Linked DNA regions of Mus musculus: region 1 is linked to region 2. A link is a contact called in public Hi-C data. All regions are on one chromosome and are shown on one strand. The core of a region is the stretch at or near the end of the contact, and the rest is flanking DNA. Distances in the headings are between cores, read along the strand shown. Region 1 has its middle 36 kb from the start of Gm40340. Region 2 has its middle 120 kb from the start of Gm36667.

Region 1 (4,019 bases), core at 1,344-3,843, 530 kb after region 2:
TTAAAAAATAGAAATAAAAAATACTAAGTGTAATAAAAGGAAAAGAAGAAAGAGTGGGGGGGGGAGGGAAGGAGGGAGAGAGTGCAGGCCGGGTAACATGGTTCAAGTTCATTATTTACTTGAGTGAACATGTCCTTATGAAACCCAGTGCTGTGTAGAAAAATATATATACCATTAGAAAGAGCCAAGAGAAAAAGGAGAGGAGAAGGAGGAGGGCGAAAGAAGGAAGAGGCAAGAATGGAAGCAAAAGTAGAAAATGAAAAGGAAGAGAGAGACCCATGTGTGTTCAACCTTCCATGGGTGTTCAACCTTGATCTACAATTGTAGAGGGGATCATTGTGAACGGAGTACTTGTGTCCCCATTCAAAGTCACATGTTGACTTTCTAGGGGGTGGGGTCTTTGAGAGGTCGTGAGGGTGGACTCCTCACAAATGGCCTTTGTGCCCTTGCATGGAGACCCCAGAGAGCTCTTATGTCTATGTCACAGGAAGAATAAGACACGCATTTATGAACAAGAAATTGGATACTCGCTAAACATGACCTCTACCAGCACATTGAGCTTCCCAGCCTCCAGAGTGCCAAGTAAGTCAACCAGCGTATAGTATCTTTGTTATAGTAACCCAAATAGACTCAGGTGGGGAGCCTGGAGGGGCGAGCTATCTAGTAAAACTAAGAGGAGAAACCAGTATGAAAGCCAAGACCCTTAACTTTATTATCCAAGCAGAAAAATGCTACAGAGACCACAGTGACCTACCCCTGTGGGCTCCTCCATCTCAGCCCTGCAAGGTCAAGGCCCTGGGTAGGGAAAATATGCTTGACAAATGTCACTTGTTAGTGTGGCTCGATACCTAACTTAAAGGGGAAGGATTTATCTGCATGCACCGTTTCAGGGGTTTCAGTCCATAAACGCTAGGCAGATGGAATGGAAGAGATGCCTAGAAAGTGGAAAGTTAGACTGGAAATAGTCAAGGATAAAATAGCTCTAGGCCTACTCTGCACACACACCCGGCCCAGCGAGCTACTTCCTCCAGTGAGGCTCCAGCTCCCAACGTTCCCACAATCTTCCAAGAACAGCGCCACCAACTGGAGGGGTACAGCGCCACCAGCTGGAGTCCCGGTATAGATTATGTGAACCTCTTAAGAACATTCCACATTCAAACCTTTACATTTGGGATTGTCACAGCTGAGACACTGCCCTGAAATGGCATCTTCATAACATTTCCCACTCCTCTACTTGTGTTTCCACCTTAGGAAGCTAGAGACACCAGGAGTGTTCAACTCTGCAGGAAACGGATCATCGATTTCAGAAAGGGAACAGTGGGCTGGGGAAATGGCAGTCAGTTAAGGGCTTGTCTTACAAGCTAGGGGACCTGAATCCCATGCCCAGAGCCATGTCCCATATTAAAAGTGTAGGCTGAGAAACAGTTGCACAAAGTTGTCCCCTGACCTCCATACATGGGCATGGGCTATATACAGAGAGAGAGAGATACACTCTCACACACACTCAGACACACGCAGACCTACACAATCTCTCACATACACAGACACACACACAAAGAGAGGCAGACAGACTCTGTCACACACACAGAGATGCACTCACACACTCAGACACACACTCGAACACACACAGACATACACAGTCTCTCTCACACACATAGACACACACACACAAACACATTCACAGAGACACACATATATATATACTCTCATACACACAGACACACACCAAGATACACACATTCACACACACGGAGACACACACACACAAAGTCTCTCTCTCTCTCTCTCTCTCTCTCTCTCTCTCTCACACACACACACACACACACACACACACACACACACATACACACACACACACATGAGGAAGGGAAGGAGGGAGGGAGGCAGCCAGCCAGGTGTAGGGGCACACACTTGTTCTCCAGGGATGGAAGGGTAGAGGCAGGTAGATCACTGAGATTCGTTAGCATGCATACAGAAAGAAACAAAAAAGTGCCTTCAGTTACAATAGAGAAAACTTAGGTCCTAGAGAGTCCAAAGTCACTTGGCCTGGAAACTACCAATTCCTGTTTCCACTCAGTGTCCTGATGTCTGGCCAGGGGTCTTTCTCCCTCTGCCAAACTGTTCTGTGAACGACTCAGAAAGCAAATGGGTTTTTGTCCCCCAAGGTTGTGAGCCAATTGAAGCTAGAGGATCTGTGAAAGAAAAAAAAATGTTAGAGACTAGGACCACTGCCCAAGTCCCTTCAGTGAGGTCAGATTTCCTGTAGGCTGCAGAAGAAAAACAGGCATTAGCCCAGAGAAATGGCTGACCTAACGCAACAGCCTCCCTCAAGCTGGGAGCTTTGCCATCATCCAGCTCTGCCGAGCACAGCACACACACCCCAGCCCTGCAAAACCCAGGGCAAGAGTGTCTTTGAACTGAGGGAAGCTGCTCAGGGGAACAAGGGGTCCTTTGGAATCAGGGTCCTCTTGTAACATCCACTGGCCTCTTGGCTTTGGCAGTTAGGATGAAGTCCTCTACCACTGAGAGGTCTCGAAGATAAGACGCAGCCAGTTGGCACACTTCCAAACACAGCTGAAAACAGTCTACAGGGGCCCATCTGGAGCCAATCAGTCACACTGAAGTGAAAAATAGCAGATGTCAGAGTATGCCAGCCGCCCCGGGAAACCCCAGTCCTGCCACCCTCCACTATGGCCTCACAAATCATTCCCGTTCTCATCGCTCACTGGTGCCAGGTGGCCTCTCGGCTTCTGGCTTCCCTGCTGCCCCAGAGACCCAGTTGTGGCTGCAAAACAGTTCTCAAGCCGGAAAGAAAGCCTGGAGTCTCCGCTAAAGAGGATCCAAGAGGGTTCCAAGCGCCACGTACTCATGGGGACATTTGAGACATCTGGTTCAATTCAGCCTTTTACTATTAAGAATTATTTATTTTTATGTGTATGGATTGTTGCCTGCATGTGTGCATGTGCATATATGTGTGCCTGAGGTTTATGGAAGTCAGAAGAGGGTATTGGATCTCCTGGAGCTGGAGTTACAGACCATTGTGACCCACCTTGTGGGTACTGAGAATCAAACTCAGGTCCGCTGTAAGGGCAACAAATGCTATTTAACACTTAGCTAACTCTCCAGCCCCAACTCCACCTTTTTTTATGGACAAGGAAACTGAGCCCTCACCAGGGAAGGCAACTCTAAAGAGTGATCTATGACCACTTTAGTGCCACCTCAGGGAAACTCGGCTCCTTGGAGGTTTGTCTTCATCCTGAATTCCTTCTATAGCAATCAATGGGCAAGTGGCTGGACCAATGAATGATGCATCATTGAATAAAGGGGCAGACCAGTGAGGGTGGAGGGTGAATGGAAAGATGATAAATGGATAAAGGATGACAGATAGAGAGACAGACAAGTGGATGGATGGGTGGGTGGGTGGATGCATGGGTGCATGGATGGGTAGATGGATGGATGCATGCATGGATGGGTGCATGGATGGGTGGGTGGGTGGGTGGATGGGGGGTGGATGAGTGGGTGGGTGGGTGGATGGATGCATGTATGCATGGATGGGTGGGTGCATGGATGGATGTGTGGGTGGATGTGTGGGTCGATGAATGAATAATAGATGGATGAGTGGATGGGTGGGTGGATGGATGCATGGATGCATGGATGAGTGGATGGGTGGATGGATGGGTGGGTACATGAATGGGTGGATGTGTGAATGGATGGATGGGTGAATGGATAGGTGGATGGAGATAAAAAATGAGAGATGCAAAAGACAGATGTAAAGAAATAGTAAGTGACGAAGGATGTCTCTGAAGGTGGGAATAAAAGAAAAATTAATATACATGCAGGTGTAGCAGGGCACTTTTCCGAATCTTTGGCACACAAAGAGTATCACCAAGGCCCTGAGTGACCAGCATTATGTGACTTCCCTCATTACCAGGCCAAAGGTATTAGAGAAAACCACAGTGGTCTACCACCACTGGCCACATCCCTGAGCCACTGGGATGTAGAACAGGACTCTCACCACA
Region 2 (3,800 bases), core at 484-2,983:
AGAGAAGTAAGTGATTGTATTCCCATGGATACTTGATATTTACTTAGGTATGTGACTTCATTACATATGGATGTCTCTGTAGGTGTGCCATATATGTGTTTGTGTATATGTGATAGCAGAGTATACCATGTAGGGGGTAGTATGTAATAAAGAAGACTGTTCACCACTTGATGGCTGGGAACAAAAAAAAAGAGAGAGAGAGAAGGGAAGGAAAGAAGATGATAGAGAAAGAAGGCAGGTGCTGGAGTTCTACCATGAACTTCATGGGTCCCTCTTAATAATCTGACTTCCCATCAACTGTGCCCCAAAACTCTTAAATAAGAGTCTATCACCTAGTCTTAGAGTTACCCTTACTGTGATGAAACACTATGACCTCTTTCATGCAACGTGGGGAGGAAAGAGTTGATTTCACTCACAATTCCATATTCTAGTTCATCATCAATGGAAGTCGGGACAGTTAGATCTAAGCAGGGGAGGAATGTGGAGACAGGAGCTGATGTAGGGGCCACGGACCTTGTGACTTGCTTAGCCTGCATTCTTATAGAACCCATGACCACCAGCCTAGGGGTAGCCACACCCACAATAGGCTGGGCCCTCCCCCCATCAATCACTAATGTCCTACAGGCTTACCTACAGCCTGACATAATGGAGGCATTTTCTCAGTTGACATTCTCTCCTCTCTGATGACTCTGGCTTATATCAAGTTGACATAAAACCAGCCAAGCACCTTTACAAATAGCACCATTGATCTGGCAACAGTTCATGTACATATGGGTTTGGGGGAGCATTTCAGATCCACATTAAAGCATCTATGAGATATCTATACTTGTCTAAAATGTTTAGTGGAACCTAAGGTATAAAGTGAAACAGTCACTACACAAGCATCTGGATCGGAATTTGATGCCTCCTCCCCCCACCCCCAAAAAAGCCCAATGTACCCATGGGTTCGTGCCAGACCATGGTGCTATCTGTAGGTGTGCTGGCTAGTTTCCTGTCAACTCAACACAAGCTAGGGTCATCAGTTGCCATGCTAAAAAGAAATAAATGAGCCTGGTGGGACACAAGTGCTGTGGTAATTGACACAGGGGGATCCCTGGGACTAACTGGACAACCAACCTAGTCTACTTGGAGAAACCCAGTAAGAGCCCCTGTCTCAAAGCACAAGGTAGCAGACCCTTGAGGAATGGTACTAGACACATCCCCAACTTACACACACACACACACACACACACACACACACACACACACACACACAGAGAGAGAGACAGAGACAGAGAGACAGAGAGACATGTTTAAGAGTGGTCACAAACACAAACACACTGACAGTACTTCACCCTGTCTCTGTTTCAGTAGTACCTAAGCATATATAAATTGACACAAGAGAACAAGTTCTCTTTGAGATGAGGACATGCCCATGGGGCCATTCAACCAGCTCCTAGCAATCAAACAGTCTGCTCCAATCTGTTGTCACAGCATATATACTGTTGCTGGAATTAGGAGCTAAGGGAGTTACAAAGATCACTTCAGGCGCCTGCCAGTCATGTGACTTGACATTTTAAGCGGGCCTCCTATTTCTTTGCTCTTTTCGAAGTGAAATATCCACATGACACCTCAGAAGACTGAGGGGAAAAAAACCTTGTCAAGACAGAAATGTAGACCTAATACTTCTCCACAGGCACTCAGAGAGGGAACGCCAGCAACCCTCACTCCGCAGCTCCACTCTCGGATAAAATTACTTATCTAAATTTAGAACTAGGCCAGGCTTTGAGGCTTGCCCTTCGTTCGAGGTCTGATGCATGAAAGACCTTGTGTTTGGGCAAATTTTTTCAGGCCAGCTTGGAAGGGGGGCATTTAACCCAATTTGATCGCCAATGAATGCATCTGGGACTGATTGTCTGCCGCTGGGAGACCACACTGCCCGCCCTGCGGTTCCCAGGCACTTTGAGAAAGATTCTTTTTGATGTCAGTGGGAGTTCTATTTCCAAAAAAGAAACCACAACAGTAGAAACTGCAGAGAGAAACTGAGAGAGCTGGGGTCTCTGTTTCAGAAACCTCCCCACCCCTGTTCATTTGCCAGTAATAGCCACCATAGGGAGCAATCAATCTCATTGCCTAAAGAGTGCTGGGTGAGGATAGGAAGGTGTGTGTGGCATTTATTTATGTCGGAAAAAGTCCATGCAGGCTAGCCAGTCCATGTATTTTAAGACGTCAAACATCGCTTCCAGCATGGAACAATTAGGAAAGACAACATTTGAGGCCATGTTGATTTTCGGAGCATTGCAGCTACCACGCTAGTATAAACAGACAAGTTCCTGAATGCCAGAGTTGTTAGTGTCTGTTAGTAGAATAAAGCAAATTGGAATTTCAAATCTCTCTTTCCACCTGAGCTCTATTGTAGTCATCCTCCACAACATGCTCCTTGCCCTGCGTGTAGCACTGTTCCCTAAGACCCTGCATGGGACTTAAATTAACCAGTTATCGCCCTTCAGGACAGCTTCCTGAGCACAGTCCAGTGTCTTCAGGGTCCTTGAGACTGTAACAGAGTGTGTAACTCGGCTGATGCTTCACAGCTAATTGGTCGAGGGGGTGGGGAGAAGGGATAGACAGCTCAGTAAATGAGTTGTTTGTTGCCTAAGCATGTGTAACTGAGCTTGGATCCCCCAAATCCCCCCAAAAAAGCTGGGAGTGGAAGCACATGTATGTGATCTCGGTGCTTCCACTGTGAGATGGGAGGTAGAGACAGGAGGGTCGCTGGAAGCTCATAGGCCAGCTAGTGAGCAATATGTAGTCGGGAATGAGGAACTCTGTCTCAGACAAGGTGGAAGATGAAAACCAACATTTGAGGTTGTTCTCTCACCTCATACAGCCTCGGTGTATACACACACACACACACACACACACACACACACACACACACACACAAAGACACAGAGTATCACAGAATTACACACACACACATTAATATCACACAATCACATACACAATATCACATATATACACAATATATCATACAATCTCACACACACAATGTTACACATATCACACACACACACACACACTTATGCACAAAAAAGAACTCTTTCGCTTGTAGCTCATGTGAAGGGACAATTGAGGTTTGAGTTCAACTAGATGCTATTTTTATGTGGTCAGCAGGCAGGCAATGGATCCACTCCAAACAACTACTGGGCCATACTCCTCACCTCTCAGAAGGCTGCCATCAGCTGGTCTTTGTATGGATGCAACAGGACTCAGAGAGCAGCAGGAGAAGAAGCTACAAGAGGAAGCTCTTGAAGTATAACACTGGGATGTGAGGATCTGGCCAATAGGTTATCTCAGAACCAAAGTGGGAGAACTGGACTCAGCCCCATACTATACTATACTATTCTATACTTTTGTGGTAGCAAATATTTAACTTTGATCATTCAGTACCCAGATAAAAGAAACAAATGTTTATGTTTACAATAAGCCTTATATCCTAAAGCTGAGCAGAATCTGTCCTCTGTGCTTTATGTCTACTTCCCTGCCGATAACCCTGAGAGATGACTAGCCATGTTCTACCTAGGCTTCTCTCACTCAATTGGCCAGCCCTCATGGCCATGTTTTCATGATTCACCTACCCCATAGTGTCCTACTTCTCTCTCTCCTCTCCTTATGGTTCTCCTCAGATCCCAAGCCCAGGAAATGAAAATCTGCTTACCTCTCTTCTGCCCAGCTATAGGCTGTTGGCATCTTTATTCAACCAATAGTACTAAATTAAGGAGCAAGGTCATTGATACTCACTTGGTGTGTGTGAGGGTTCT

Evidence for each region. Hi-C and Micro-C count contacts between places; a contact is called where the count stands out from the background.
Region 1: a Hi-C map of cerebral cortex shows a contact between it and region 2, with 1.8 times the contacts expected there. The contact joins two enhancer-like sites. A contact is called at or near these places in 6 of 484 Hi-C or Micro-C datasets (cardiomyocytes, cerebral cortex and embryonic stem cells), 2 of 115 datasets of contacts at active chromatin or transcription factors (both in embryonic stem cells) and 1 of 9 other capture datasets (embryonic stem cells).

What each region holds. Positions count from the first base shown.
Region 1 is chr5:134,012,333-134,016,351 of GRCm38.p6, forward strand. No RefSeq gene overlaps it. Among named protein-coding and RNA genes, the nearest start is that of Gm40340, 36 kb to the right of the region's middle. Within about 2 kb of position 2,594, at least 82 of the 459 cell types and tissues checked have an H3K27ac peak or open chromatin away from gene starts, as enhancers often do. A contact at or near this core is called in cerebral cortex, where this site is marked.
Region 2 is chr5:133,480,693-133,484,492 of GRCm38.p6, forward strand. No RefSeq gene overlaps it. Among named protein-coding and RNA genes, the nearest start is that of Gm36667, 120 kb to the right of the region's middle. Within about 2 kb of position 1,734, at least 33 of the 459 cell types and tissues checked have an H3K27ac peak or open chromatin away from gene starts, as enhancers often do. A contact at or near this core is called in cerebral cortex, where this site is marked.